Linked DNA regions of Mus musculus: region 2 is linked to region 1. Evidence: chromatin contacts called from public promoter capture Hi-C data. All regions are on one chromosome and are shown on one strand. The core of a region is the stretch at or near the end of the contact, and the rest is flanking DNA. Distances in the headings are between cores, read along the strand shown.

What was found. Promoter capture Hi-C pulls out the DNA fragments that hold promoters and counts their contacts.
Region 2: a contact with region 1 is called in a promoter capture Hi-C map of frontonasal cranial neural crest. The contact joins the promoter of 2310040G24Rik here to the promoter of Ino80b in region 1. A contact is called at or near these places in 2 of 39 promoter capture datasets (frontonasal cranial neural crest and pre-B cells).

The regions. Positions count from the first base shown.
Region 1 is chr6:83,123,088-83,129,987 of GRCm38.p6, reverse strand. It overlaps Ino80b (INO80 complex subunit B), which reads left to right and starts at 4,869. Exons shown (of 5, transcript NM_023547.2): 1 at 4,869-4,977; 2 at 5,211-5,403; 3 at 5,563-5,681; 4 at 5,825-5,994. The coding sequence starts at 4,920.
Region 2 is chr6:86,483,860-86,490,668 of GRCm38.p6, reverse strand. It overlaps 2310040G24Rik (RIKEN cDNA 2310040G24 gene), which reads left to right and starts at 2,442. Exons shown (of 2, transcript NR_040293.1): 1 at 2,442-2,667.

The DNA of each region.
Region 1 (6,900 bases), core at 3,620-6,119:
AATTGACCATGTTTGACCAATAACTGCAATAAAAAGAGGCACTCATTGAATATTTGGTGAGATTAAAATAGGGCCTGTGGACTGGATAGTAATAGGGTCTGCAATTTGTTCTCACGGTGGTCAGAAAAACGGTAATAATAGTGGCAGTAACTATAAGGAAATGTTACCTCATGTTCCTTGGCTTTGATTTTTGAGACAGGATCTTACTGAGTAGACCATGTTAGCCTTGAACTTGGCTTGCCTTCTGAGCTCTGGGATTACAAATACATACCTAGCCTGACTTTTTTTTTTGTTTTGTTTATTGTTCTTGTTGCTATTATTATCCCTTTGTTTTATATTTATAGGTGTTTTGCCTTCATGTATGTCTGTGTACCACATGCAAGCAGAGTTTGAAGATGTCCCAATAGGGTATCAGATCCCCTGGAACTGCAGATGGCTGTCAGCCTCCATGTGAGTGCTGGGAGTCCATCTCTGATCCTCTGCAAGAGCAATTCATTGCTTTTAACCACTGACCCAACCATCCAACCCCCTAGCCTGTTTTGGTCTTTGTTTTTTTTTTGTTATGTTTTGTTTTGAGAGACCGTCTCAGTAAGTCCCAGGCTGGATTCTAAATGAACTGGGGATCCTCTTGTCCAGCCTGCCAAATGCTGGAGCTATAATATAGCCAGTGCTCCACTACTCCTGACTAGACTATGTCCTGACAGTGTCAGCTGGAGGATCTGGTATGAATAGATGAAAGAGTTCTTTTTATCGTTCTTGCACTATTTTCTATATGTCTTAGTCACTATTCTATTGTTGCGAAGAGACACAATGTCCAAGGCAACTCTTTTTTTAAAGAATTATTTATTTATTTAATTTATATGAGTACACTGTTGCTGTCTTCAGACACACCAGAAGAGAGCATCGGATCCCATTACAGACGGTTGTATGTCACCAGGTAGTTGCTGGATATTGAACTTAGGACCTCTGGAAGAGAAGTCAGTGCTTTTAACCGCTGAGCCATTTCTCCAGTCCCCAAGGCAACTCTTATTAAAGTAAGTATTTAATTTGGGGCTTGCTTATAGCTTCAGAGGTTTAGTCCATCATTGAGTTTATCATCATGGCTGGAAGCAACTTGGCAAGCAGGTAGGCATGGTGCTGGAGTAGTAGCTGAGATTTCTACATTTTCATCTGCAGACAGCTGAAAGAGACTGGTCCTGGCATGGGTGGGTGTTTGAAACTTCAAAACCCACTCACAATGACACACTTCCTCCAACAAGGCCACACCTCCTAGTTCTTCTTCTAATCCTTTCAAAGAGTTCCACTCCCTAGTAATTGAGCATTCAAATGTATGAGTCTTTGGGGGCCATTTCTAGTCAAACACTATAAATTTATTTTTTTTTCATGAAATTTTAAAACAAGCCTTGAGAATGCCTTCAGAAGGTAAAATTCCTCTTAGTCTGTATATTTCCACACTAAACAAAGCAAAGTTACAAAAAAGAAAAGAAAAGAGCCTAAGACCAGAAAGAAGCTGGTTGTCATTCACTTCCTCGCTGCTGGACGCCAGGATACAGAGGAAACAGCCCAGACGAGCGTTAGGAAGCCTCTGTCTGATGCTTACACTGTTACTCCCTGCCTGTGTGTTTGTCTCTCTGAGCCTCAGTTTCCTTATTTATAGAACAGAAACAACAGAACCCGCGGAACAGCCACGTAGCTAAACACCCCACTATGTTCTAGAAAGGCCTCCCTAAGTTAGTTTTCCAAAATGCAGGTGTTGGGTGCTACTCTTGCTAGACCCAGCCCACCGTGCCTGGTGTACCCAGTAGACTTAAAAAAGAATTACAAATGGTTGATGTCTGCGGGTAGAGTGCTTGTCTAGCATACATGAAGCCCAGGCTCCATGCCCAGCACTCCATGGGACCGGGTATAATGGGGCATATCTGTGATTGTCACACTGGGGAAGTAGACGCAGGAGAGTCAGGAATTCAAGGTCATCTTCAGCTATACTGCAAGGTTCAGGCCAGCCTGGAATATATTAGATCCTGCCTTAAAAATATAAATAAAAAAGGCCAGGTGTGGCGGGGCAAGCCTTTAATCCAAGCACTCTGGAGGCAGAGGCCAGTGAATCTCTGAGTTTGAGGCTGGACCGGTCTACAGAGTGAGTTCAAATCTAGACAGGAAAAGATCCTTAACTCTAAGACAGTCACTAGTAGCACATTGCATATTCCTCATTTTTTTCTAAGCAGATACTAGTACACGATACTTTTAAAAACAGAATCAAGGGGACTGAAGAGATGGTTCCGAGGTTAATAGCACTGCCTGCTCTTCCAGAAGTCCTGGGTTCAAGTCCCAGCAAGCACATGGTGGTTCATAACTACCTATGAGGTCTAGTGCCCTCTTCTGGCCTGCAGGCATACATGCAGGTTGAATGCTGTACACATTTTAAGTAAATAAATCTTTTTGTTTGTTTGTTTGTTTTCGAGACAGGGTTTCTCTTTATAGCTCTGGCTGTCCTGGATCTCACTCTGTAGACCAGGCTGGCTTCGAACTCAGAAATCTGCCTGCCTCTGCCTCCCGAGTGCTGGGATTAAAGGCGCGCTCCATCACTGCCCAGTGGTAAATAAATCTTAAATGAAAAGAATCAAGAGGGCTGGTGAGATGGCTCAGTGGGTAAGAGCACCCGACTGCTCTTCCAAAGGTCCGGAGTTCAAATCCCAGCAACCACATGGTGGCTCACAACCATCCGTAATGAGATCTGACGCCCTCTTCTGGTGTGTCTGAAGATAGCTACAGTGTACTTACATATAATAAATAAATAAATCTTAAAAAAAAAAAAAAAAGAATCAAGAAAGCTGGGTGTGGTGGCACACACCTTTAGTCTCAGCACTTGGGAGGTAGAGGCAGGCAGATCTCTGAGTTCAAAGCCAGCCTGGTTTAAAAAGTGAGCTCCAAAGACAGCCAACCAAAAACAGCCAAGGTTACACAGAGAAACCCTGCCAAACAGGTAAATAAGCATAAACAAACAAACATAAACAAATAAACAGCCAGGGCCACACAGAGAAGCCCTGTTTTTTTTTTTTTTTTTTAAAGATTTATTTATTTATTATATGTAAGTACATTGTAGCTGTCTTCAGACACTCCAGAAGAGGGAGTCAGATCTCGTTACGGATGGTTGTGAGCCACCATGTGGTTGCTGGGATTTGAACTCTGGACCTTTGGAAGAGCAGTCGGGTGCTCTTACCCACTGAGCCATCTCACCAGCCCAGAAGCCCTGTTTCAAAAATGAATGGATGAATAAATAAATAAATAAATAAATAAATAAATAAATAAATAAATAAATAAAATCAAGAGAATCAAGGGGCTGGAGAGGTGGCTCAGCTGTTAACAAGATTTGCTGGCCTTGCAGAGGACCTGAGGAGGCCAGAAGAAGCATCCAGATCTGAAACTGGAGTTACTGATGATTGGGAGAAGCTATGTCAGCACTGAGACCCAAACCAGGGTCCCCTGAAAGGGCAGCAAGTGCTCTTAGCTGATGAGCCATCTCTCTAGTCCCATTCAGATCATTTTAAAACATTATGTGCAGGTGTGTGTCTGTGTCTGCCTATGTACACTTGAGTGCAGGTGTTGGCACAGACCAGAGCTATCAGATTTCTTTAGAGATGGAGTTACAGGCAGCAGTGAGCTGCCTGATGTGGGAGATGGAAAGTGAACTTGGGTCCTCTGCAAGAGTTGTGTGCATTCTTAACTACCGAGCCATCTCTCCAGCCCTGAATCACAGGTTTTAGAGTTTTTCTCTTATTTATTGGCATATTCAATTCTGTGCTTTTAAAAAATATGTATAAATTAACTAGAAGATAAAGGAAAACATTCACAAATTTTAAACAAAATTTAAAGGGGGAAAAGGATATGTGAAAAATGGCAGCAAAGTTTGGTTATTAATGCCTGTAATCTCAGCCCTAGGAAAGCTGAAGTAGAAAGTTCATGGATTTGACACCAGTCTGGGTACATACGGAGTACCAAGCCAACCTGGGGTACATAGTGAGACCCCTTCTCAAACAACAAAAACAAAACAAAGGTCTCCCACCTCCCTCATTTCCCAACCACACATCAGCAATTTCTCTCACCAGTTTCCTACCTTGCTATGTTTGGTTTTGTTCAAGTTAACTAGCTTCCTAACTTCGCAGTACAGGGATGTAGTAAATTCATTTAGATCCCTCATTAGAGGGATTCTTGTATTCTTTACAATGTAACTGTTCTCTGGAATCTAAATTCTCTGTCAATCTTATTATTTCACAACTTTTCTTAGTTGAGAAGCTTAGTGTTTACAAATAAAGATGCACCGCAACGACGTTGCCCCTCATTGCCAACCAATGAGAATGGGGAGATGGGGGTGGGGGGAAGGAGAGGAGAGGAGAGGGGAGAAGAGAGGAAAAAGAGAGGAGGAGGGGAGGGGAAGAGAGAGCGATGAGAGGGAAGGGGGAAGACACAAACAGACAGACATACATACAGACAGGCAGATAGACAAAGAGAAGAGACAAGAGACAGCAACACAGAGAAAGGGAGACAGAACAGGTCAGGAATCTAATACAGGGAACCCAAGTTAGGGGAAAACCTTACCTTTTTTGGTGGCTTTTCCAGCCTCCTAGAGGCTTTGAACTTTCGTTTTGAGAACAAGATGGCATTAAGCCTGGCCTCGAACTCGTAATCCTTTTTAAGTCTGGTGCGCCAGTAAGGTGCCTAGCAATGCCGGAACTTTTGTTTGGAAGGGACCCTGTTTCTTATCGGAATATTTTTGGCTGTAAGGCGTACCACGCACAAACATGGTTGCCAGGCGCCGGAAGTAGCCGGTTATTTTGCTGGATTCCGTTCTTCCGCGGGGCGGAAAAGGCATGTCGGCTTGTGTCCCGACAGTTTCCAGTCCTCTCCCTTTGCAGGACCCCATGAGCAAGCTGTGGCGGCGCGGGAGCACATCTGGGGCTATGGAGGCCCCCGAGCCAGGTAAGCGCGGGTGGATCTAACTCGAGTGATCTTGAAAAAGGAGTCGCTGTAACTCCGTGGAGCCGGTGGAGCCGGGTCTGCCCGCCACAGGTGGGAAGGAGCGAGGCGGGGCTGTTGTTATGGTAACAGCTAATAACGTGGGAAGAGTGGGACTCAGTTGAATTGTTAGGTTAGTCAGATCTTCCCCCTGCCACTTTTTGGCCGATCCCCTCAGACAGGCTCTCCTTCCGCAGGGGAAACGCTGGAGCTGAGCCTGGCAGGTGCCCACGGCCACGGAGTACACAAGAAAAAACACAAGAAACATAAAAAGAAACACAAGAAAAAGCATCATCAGGAAGAGGAGGCCGGACCGACGCTGCAGACTCCTGCCAAGCCCCAACTTAAACTTAAAATCAAGCTGGGTGGACAGGTCCTGGGCACCAAGAGGTGAGATCAAGTATTTAACTCGGGAAAATTCAGTAGCAGGTGGGCTGGGTCCAAGTTAAGGCAGCAAGAATCCCAGCAGGTCGGAAAAGCTGTTTGTAGCTCCAAAGTAGGAGAGAGCCAGCCGCTTGTTCACTTTAGAGTAGTGTTTCTACTCTGCAGTGTCCCCACTTTCACTGTGATTCCTGAGGGGCCTCGCTCACCGTCTCCCCTGATGGTGGTGGATAATGAAGAGGAACCTATGGAAGGCGTACCTCTGGAGCAGTACCGCGCCTGGCTGGGTGAGAAGACCGTAGAGGTGGCAAAGCTGGGTTGCTCATTTCTAACCAGCAAAAGGAAGAGGGTGGGGTCTGAGAATTTTCAGTGTACTAGGACCAACTTCGATAAATTAATGTTTGCACTTTCCTTCAACTTTCCCACCCAGATGAAGACAGTAATCTGTCCCCCTCCCCACTTCGGGACCTGCCAGGGGATCTGGAGGGCCAGGAGGAAGAGGAGGAACAGAGATGGTTAGACGCCCTGGAGAAGGGAGAGCTGGATGACAACGGAGACCTCAAGAAGGAGATCAATGAGCGGCTGCTTACAGCGAGACAGGTAAGTTAGTTCCATCTGTATTCACTCGACAAACATATGGAGAGCTTGTTGTTTCTTAGGCAGTGAGAGGAACAGGAAAGGAAGGTGGGTGGATATTCAAGTGCATGCTGACAGAAGGTAAATGACTTTCCTTTTTGAATTGGGATCTTAGTATTTAAGCCCTGACTGGGATATGCTTGCCTTTGCCCCTAAGTGCTGGAGTTAAAGGTGTGTACTGCCACACACACACACACACACACACACACACAGAGCTCCTAAGTAACTTTTTAAAACTCCAGAAAATAGGGCTGGTGAGATGGCCCAATGGTTAAGAACACTGACTGTTCTTCCAGAGGTCCTGAGTTCAACACCCAGCAACCACATGGTGGCTCACAACCATCTGTAATGGGATCTGATGCTCTCTTCTGGTGTGTCTGAAGAGGGCTACAGTGTGATCATATAAATAAACCTTAAAAAAAAAAAAAAATCCTACAGAAAATAGGAATGCTGAAGTAGAAATTGCCAAGACAGAAACATTAGGGTAGTTGTGGGGACTAGCTCATTGTTTTCTTTTGTTTTTTAAAGATAAATCGTATTTACTTTATGTGGATGAGTGTGTGCCCGTTGCCCATGGAGGCCATTGGTCATCAGAACTCCTGGAACTAGATTTACAGACAGTTGAGAGCTGCCATGTAGGTGCAGGGAACTGAATGAGAGTCCTCCCCAAGGGCCGGTGCTCCTCGCCGCTGAGTAGTCTTTCCAGTCTAGAATGCCTTTGAAGAGATGACATTTCCAGTACCAGGGGAGCTTCTCAGACAGAGAGGCCAGCTGACATAGAGCCCAGGGGCACAGAGACCCAGAAGGAGAGTGTGGCCAGGTCACCCAGGGGGATATATACTGACAAGTGACATAGCTGGCTTAATTACT
Region 2 (6,809 bases), core at 1,193-3,692, 3.4 Mb before region 1:
GAGAGCTTGATTGCAGAGGCGAAAAAGAGCCCAGAACTGGTGCTGCTTATATAGGCCTAGGAGAGGCGTGTCTCACACCCGGATTGGTTATGCTTTCTACCTCATTTGCATGTCCCACATCCTATTGATTATACTCTCTCAGTACCTCACAAAACCTCATTAACATACCTCATTTGCATGTCTCACATCTGATTGGTTATACTCTCAAAACCTTATTATCATGCCCGGGCCAGGCAGTGTCTTGGCAAGAAACTTTACTGCATATGTACACATTGGTTGTTTCCCAAACTTATGCATGGTGGCCAGTGGTAGCCAGCGCCACCCTGCAACGGCACATGTGGCTCACTATGTAATGTTAGAACTATGTATGCCTGGGACTATGTGGGTCTTGAGGTCACAGAATATCTCCTGTCCCTGCCTCTCTGTGATTAAAACTCTGTGATTAAAGGTGTGCACCACTAGAGTGAGCAGATACATCAGGCTGAGGTAAGTTCCCCCTCTTAGGGGTGGCAGAGGCTCAGGTCTCTGTTAGGCTTCCTCTTTTGGAAGCAGAACTTGCTGAGCCCAGGAAGGGTGTATTCCAGGACCCTGTTGCTCTGTTAGCAGCTGAGCCCTGGAACCAGTGCTGTACAGTCGGTGCAGTACCTGCCTGGTGAAGGTAGCATTAAACAACCAGGGCAAAAGGGGATGGGGAGAACATGATAGCTCACTGGGTAACAGACCCTGACACCAAGCCTTCAAAAAAAGGAGGCAGAGCCGTGCAAATGTCTGTGAGTTCAAGACCAGCCTTGGTTGCATAGTAAGTTCAGGTCAGTCAGGGTTACATGTAATGTGTTCCTATCTAAATAAAAAAATATTGATCTTTAAAATGGCTAGTTGAAATTAAAAACAAAACAAAACAGGGCTAGCAAGGTGGCTCAGTGTCAAGGGACTTGCTGAGCATGCCTGGAGAGCTGAACTCAGCCCCCGGACGGCATGTAAAGGGGGGAGAACCGACCCAGAGTTATTCTCTGGCCCCTACATGTGTTGGTACCCACCCACAATAATAAATCATTTTTATTATTTTGTCTATTTTTAAAAAGAATTTATTTATCTTATTTATATGAGTATACTGTAGCCTTCTTCAGACACACACCAGAAGAGGGCACCAGATCCCCATTATAGATGATTGTGAGCCACCATGTGGTTGCTGGGAATTGAACTCAGGACCTCTGGAAGAGCAGGTGGTGCTCTCAACCTCTGAGCCATCTCTTCAGCCCCTTATTTTGTCTATTTATTTTGTTTTTTTAAGACAGGGTTTCTCTGTATAGTCCTGGGTATCCTGGAACTCACTCTGTCAACCAGGCTGGTCTTGAACTCAGAGCTCTGCCTCTCTGCCTTGTGACTGACAGGAGAGTGCTGGGGTTAAAGTCCTATGCCTCCTTGTCCCTCTGTTTTGTTTTAGTTTCTTATTTAAATTTATTTATTTAATTATTTATTTGGTTTTTCTAGACAGAGTTTCTCTGTATATCCCTGGCTGTCCTGGAACTCACTTTGTAGACCAGGCTGGCCTCAAACTCAGAAATCCGCCTGCCTCTGCTTCCCAAGTGCTGGGATTAAAGGCATGCGCCACCATGCCCGGCCTAAAATTATTTATTTTTAAACTGGGGCATGTCTTTAACCCCAGCACTTGGGAGGCAGAGGCAGGCAGATCTCTGTGAGTTCCAGGACAGCCTGGTCTACAGAGTGAATTCCAGGTCAGCCAGGGCTAAACAGAGAAACCCTGTCTTGAAAAACCAAATCAAATCAAACTAAACCAAACTAAACCAAAACAAACAAACAAACAAACCCAACAACAGCAACCTCAGCAAACCCCAGCAAGATGAAAAAAAGGAAATAAAACAAAATGAAGGAGCTAGAGAGATGGCTCAGTGGTTAGGAACCATCCTCTGCTCTTCCAGAGGTCCTGAGTTCAATTCCCAACAACCACATGGTGGCTCACAACCGTCATCTGTAAAGTGATCAGATGTCCTCTCCTGGTGTAACTCAATACAGCTACAATGTACTGATATACAAATAATAATAATAATAAATAAATAATTCTTTTAAAAATATGAAGAACTCAGAAATGAAATATGGGGCAAGGCCCACATCCTATCCTAGGGCTCCAATGCTCTAGGCCAGAGCAATAAACGAAAGTCCACCTCCTGGAACCCAGGGGCTCTTCCTTGGATTGTTTGCTATTTGGGGACTGGCTCAACAACCAATGGTTTGATAAGAGGTGGATAGGGCATTGTGAGGGACAGTCAGGCTGGTGCTTTGACCTGGCAAGGTGACAAGTGAGTCCCACAGGATCCCTTAGTCAAGGTAGTTTGGCAGCAGAGCCTGCAGAGGACAGCCAGAGAGAGCAGGTGCCTTTGAGACGCTGCAGTCGCTGCCAAGCAAACTCTATCTTTTCTGCTGCCGTCCCTGGGGAGGGAAGCCAGTGGTTAGCAGACAGGACTTCTGTCTGTCCCTTTACATGGGCACACAGTAACCAAGCAATTACAAAGGATTGTTAAACTGTGCAGCAGATGGAAGAAGAGGAAGCTAAGGCAGCGTCTCTCCTTACTAAGAATAAAACTGGAAGCGTGAGAGAGGCTCAGCTAACCAAGTTTCTGCAAGAGGAGGCGTTCAGGGCCCAAGCAGGTCAGCACGTGGTCCAGGTTGGTGCTCCTGTAAGGAGAAAGTCGGGATGAGTGAGGCCAGAGCCTGCAGGGAGCCCGTCTGGCCAAGAATCACTATGGGGTGCTCTGGCTGCGGGTTGGCGGCAGGCATCTTGCAGGCCTGTGATGCAAGACCAGGAAACAAAGGGATTGGGACACCGGTGGCCTCCGTCCTCACTAAAGCTACTTGGTAAGAGCTAAGAGCAGAAGGCAGGGGGCAGAGTGCCCGCCTGCAAACTAAAGTAAACACCACAACTTCGTGTGGTGTGCCTGAGAAACTGGATGGTGTGTGAGCTATATCACTGTGTGATGTGCGCCTGCAGGCAGTGTTTGTGTGTGTACTCTGTTGTGGGGCCTCACGGAGGGTGTGCAGGCACTGCATGTTTGCCATGAGGCCCTCTTCGTGCTCACAGAGGGACAGTGGGGGCGGAGGAAGAGGGGTTCCCAACGCTCCCTGAGTAAACACGGTAGTACAAAGCCAGACCAGCACGCTCTGTGCAGTAAGTCTGGGACCTAGCAACTCCGCCTTAAGCAGACAAAGACGTTTGCGCCTGCGCTGTGCCCTCCCAGGCCCGCCCCAGCTCAGCAACCTCCTTTCCTCCATGCCCATTTGTTGCTCACTTCCCTTTTCTTGCTCTTGCCTCTACCTCCAGGAATTTGCCCAGTCAACATAGTGTGTGTAAGCAGGAGCTTGGATACTCGTCCTTGCTCAGGCGCGTCTTGCTTAGCCCAGTGTTTTATCTATGTTGTAACATTTGATAAGAGCATTCCTTAAAAAACAAACAAACAAACAAATATATAGTGGCAAACCTCCTGATGTGGGCACAGGCCAGAAATCCCAGCACTTGGGAAGTGGAGACAGGCAGATATAAAGTTTACATTTCTGCTCCAGAAGTTGAGGGCCAGATCCTTTCTTAAAAGGCAAAAAAGGGTGGTTGGTGAGATAGCTCAGGGGTTAAGAGCACTGACTGCTCTTCCGGAGGTTGTGAGTTTAAATCCCAGCAAGGACATGGTGGCTCACAACCACCCGTAATGAGATCTGAAGATAGCTACAGTGTACTTACATATAATAAATAAATAAAATCTTTTAAAAAAAAAGGTAAACAAAGTAAAAGGAAGGCTGAGGGATAAGAGAAGAGCCCTCGGTTTAATTCCCTGTGTGGAAAAGAAATAAGTGAATAAATAGATAATGTAAAAACAAAAGATCCTTTCCTTTGGGCTACCAAGGTGGCTCTGTAGCAGAACTACAAGCCAGAGAACCTGAGTTCGATCCCAGGAGCTCCTGTAAGGGAAAATGCATGAAGTCATGTTTCGCATTCCTGCAGTCGCATGCACTCATATACACACCCTCATCCACACTCAATAATGAGAATGGCAAAAATAAAGTTATTTTTAAAATATTTTACTTGATGCTCCAAAACTTATTTTAACATGTAACTAATTTACATGCAAAACCAACTTGGCACGTGTTCTTTATCTTTTGTACTTGGTTCAGTAAAATCAGGCTGGCCACATTTCAAGTGCTCAGTGACCATGTGTGCATGCGAACTGGACTGAACAGGGCTGGAGCCTAGAATGTGGATGCTGGACAGATCTGGAATCCTAACTCACATATATTCCTCAGTCCCTTACTAGGCTGTGTGACCCTGCAAGTTACAGCCTCCTCCCCCTCCTCCTCCTCCTCCTCCTCCTTCTTCTTCTTCTTCCTTTCTTTTTCTCTTTACTTACTTTTTTATGTCTAAAGACTAGCATGGTCTCAATTCACTGAGTCTCGAATAATTCATCAGGATAGGTGGCTTAGTCAAGCGTAACAAAGGCTCTGTCCTTCCAGGGCTGATGGAAACCCTGCCAAGGGTTTGAGCAGCTGTGGCAGGAACTGGAACCCGGATGGAGTTTCTTTGGATGGAGACTCCAGTAGAGGCCACAGTAACCCATCCTGCCTTCATAAGTCCAAGGATGGAAAAGAACGCCGGCCCCCCCCCCCCTTTTCTTTGCTTCTCTCTTTTTGTATGGTACTGGGAACTGAAGCCAGGGCTTTGGACATGCTGGGTAAGCACTCTACACGCGCCTGTCCGCCCACCTATTTCTTGTTACTTTGTTGTTTGTTTGCTTTTGAGACAAGGGCTCAAGTATCCCAGGCTAGTTTCAAACCTACCACGTAGCTGAGAATGACTGTGAACTCTTGGTCCTCCTGCCTCCACTTCCAAAATACTGAGACTACAAGTGTGCACCACGACGCCAGGCTTATGCAGTGAACTCTGCCAATGATGTTGCATCTTCAGCTGCTTCCATGTTTTGATCAACAAAATGGAAATAATACTCACTTTATAGGGCAAATCTGAGGGTAACCGCCTGAAGCACTTTGTAGACCAGGCTGGCCTCAAACTCAGAAATCTGCCTGCCTCTGCCTCCCAAGTGCTGGGACTAAAGGCGTGCGCCACCACCGCCCAGCAATGCCTTTTCTTTTTAATGACTTATTTAATTTTATGTGCATTGGTATTTTGCTTGCATGTATGTCTGTGTGAGGGTATCTGATCGCCTGGAACTGGAGTTACAGAGAGTTGTGAGCTTCCATGTGAATGCTAGGAATTAAACCTGGGTTTTCTGGAAGAACATTTACTTGGTAGGGTGCTTGCCTGGCATATCCAAGCCCAAGGTTCAGTTCCCAGCCCTAAAAAACTGAAAGGGAGGGGGCTGGAGAGATGGTTCAGCACTTAAGAGCACTGACTGCTCTTCTGGAGGTCCTGAGTTCAAATCCTAGCAACCACATGGTGGCATTACAACCATGAGTTCTGATGCCCTCTTCTGGAGTGTCTGAAGACAGCTACAGTGTGCTTACATATAATAAATAAATCATTGGTGGGAGCAAGCAGGGCCAGAGTGAGAAGAAAAAAAAAAGAAAGAAAGAAAAAAAATTGAAAGGGAGAAAGGTTGAGAATCCTAGGAATTGGAAAGACTTATAGGAATGAAATCCATGTGACAAGCAAGTTGGCCTAAAGGACACCTTCTAGTTTGCCCTGAGAGACAGGACCCAACTCTTCTTCTTCTTCTTTTTCTTTTTCTTTTCTTTTTTTTTTTTTTTTTTTTTTTTTTTTTTGAGACTGGGTCTTACTATGTAACTCTGGCTAGCCTAGAGACCAGGATGGCCTTGAACTCACAGAGGTTTTTCTGAAACTGCCTCCCAAGTGCTGGGATTAAAGGTATGCAGCACCATGTCTGGCCCAGTTCAACCTTTGCGGCCTCTGGGGAAAGGCTACACATGGAGACCAGTCGGCATACCTGGAATTCTGCAGATGTCATCACTCACTGAATCTACTTCTCGCACATCTAGATATTCTACCACCAGCATGATGACTGGCTCTGTACTGGCAGACATTTCCTTAGCAGTACTAAGGACTAACCTGGGCCCTGTCCACGCTGGAAAGCTGCAGTTGTAACTCCAGCTCCTTGCTTTTGCATGTTGAGACTGAATCTTATGAAGTTGCCCAGGCAGGCCTGGAACTTCTAACTCTCCTGCCTCAGCCCCTGGGCACCTCACATTACTAATGTGTGGCATTCCAGGTCTGGTGAGACAAAGACATACAGGTCTTTCTTTCTTTTCTAAGATTTGTCTTTGTTTAGTTACATGTGTGTGTCTAGGTCTCTGCACACAGGGATGAGTGCAGGCTTTGTCCACAGGCACTGAGTCCCTGGTGCTGAAGTTACAGGCAGCTGTGAGTTACCTGACATGGGAGCTGGTAACTCAGGTCCCCTGGAAAAACAGCAGGTGTTCTTAATCACAGAGTCACTTCTCGGCCCCTTTTTACTTTCTTTTTTCTTTTTCGTTTTTCCTTTTTTTTGAGAGACAGTCCCAAGGAGCCTACATTGGCTTCAAACAAGCTGAGGATGTCCTTGAACTCCTGATCTTTCCTGCATTCACTTGTCTGATTAGAAAGCCAACTATGCTAAAGATGTAAATATGCTAGGCCAAAATTGGCTTCCAAACAGATCCATGCTCTATTTCCTAGAACTTGTGAGGCCTGCTCACAGAGACAAGTAACCACAGTCCCCTGTCACAGATTGGCGCTGGCACTCTGGTGAGGTATGTAACCTGGAGACAGGTCCTGCACCAGGAGCTGTGGAGTG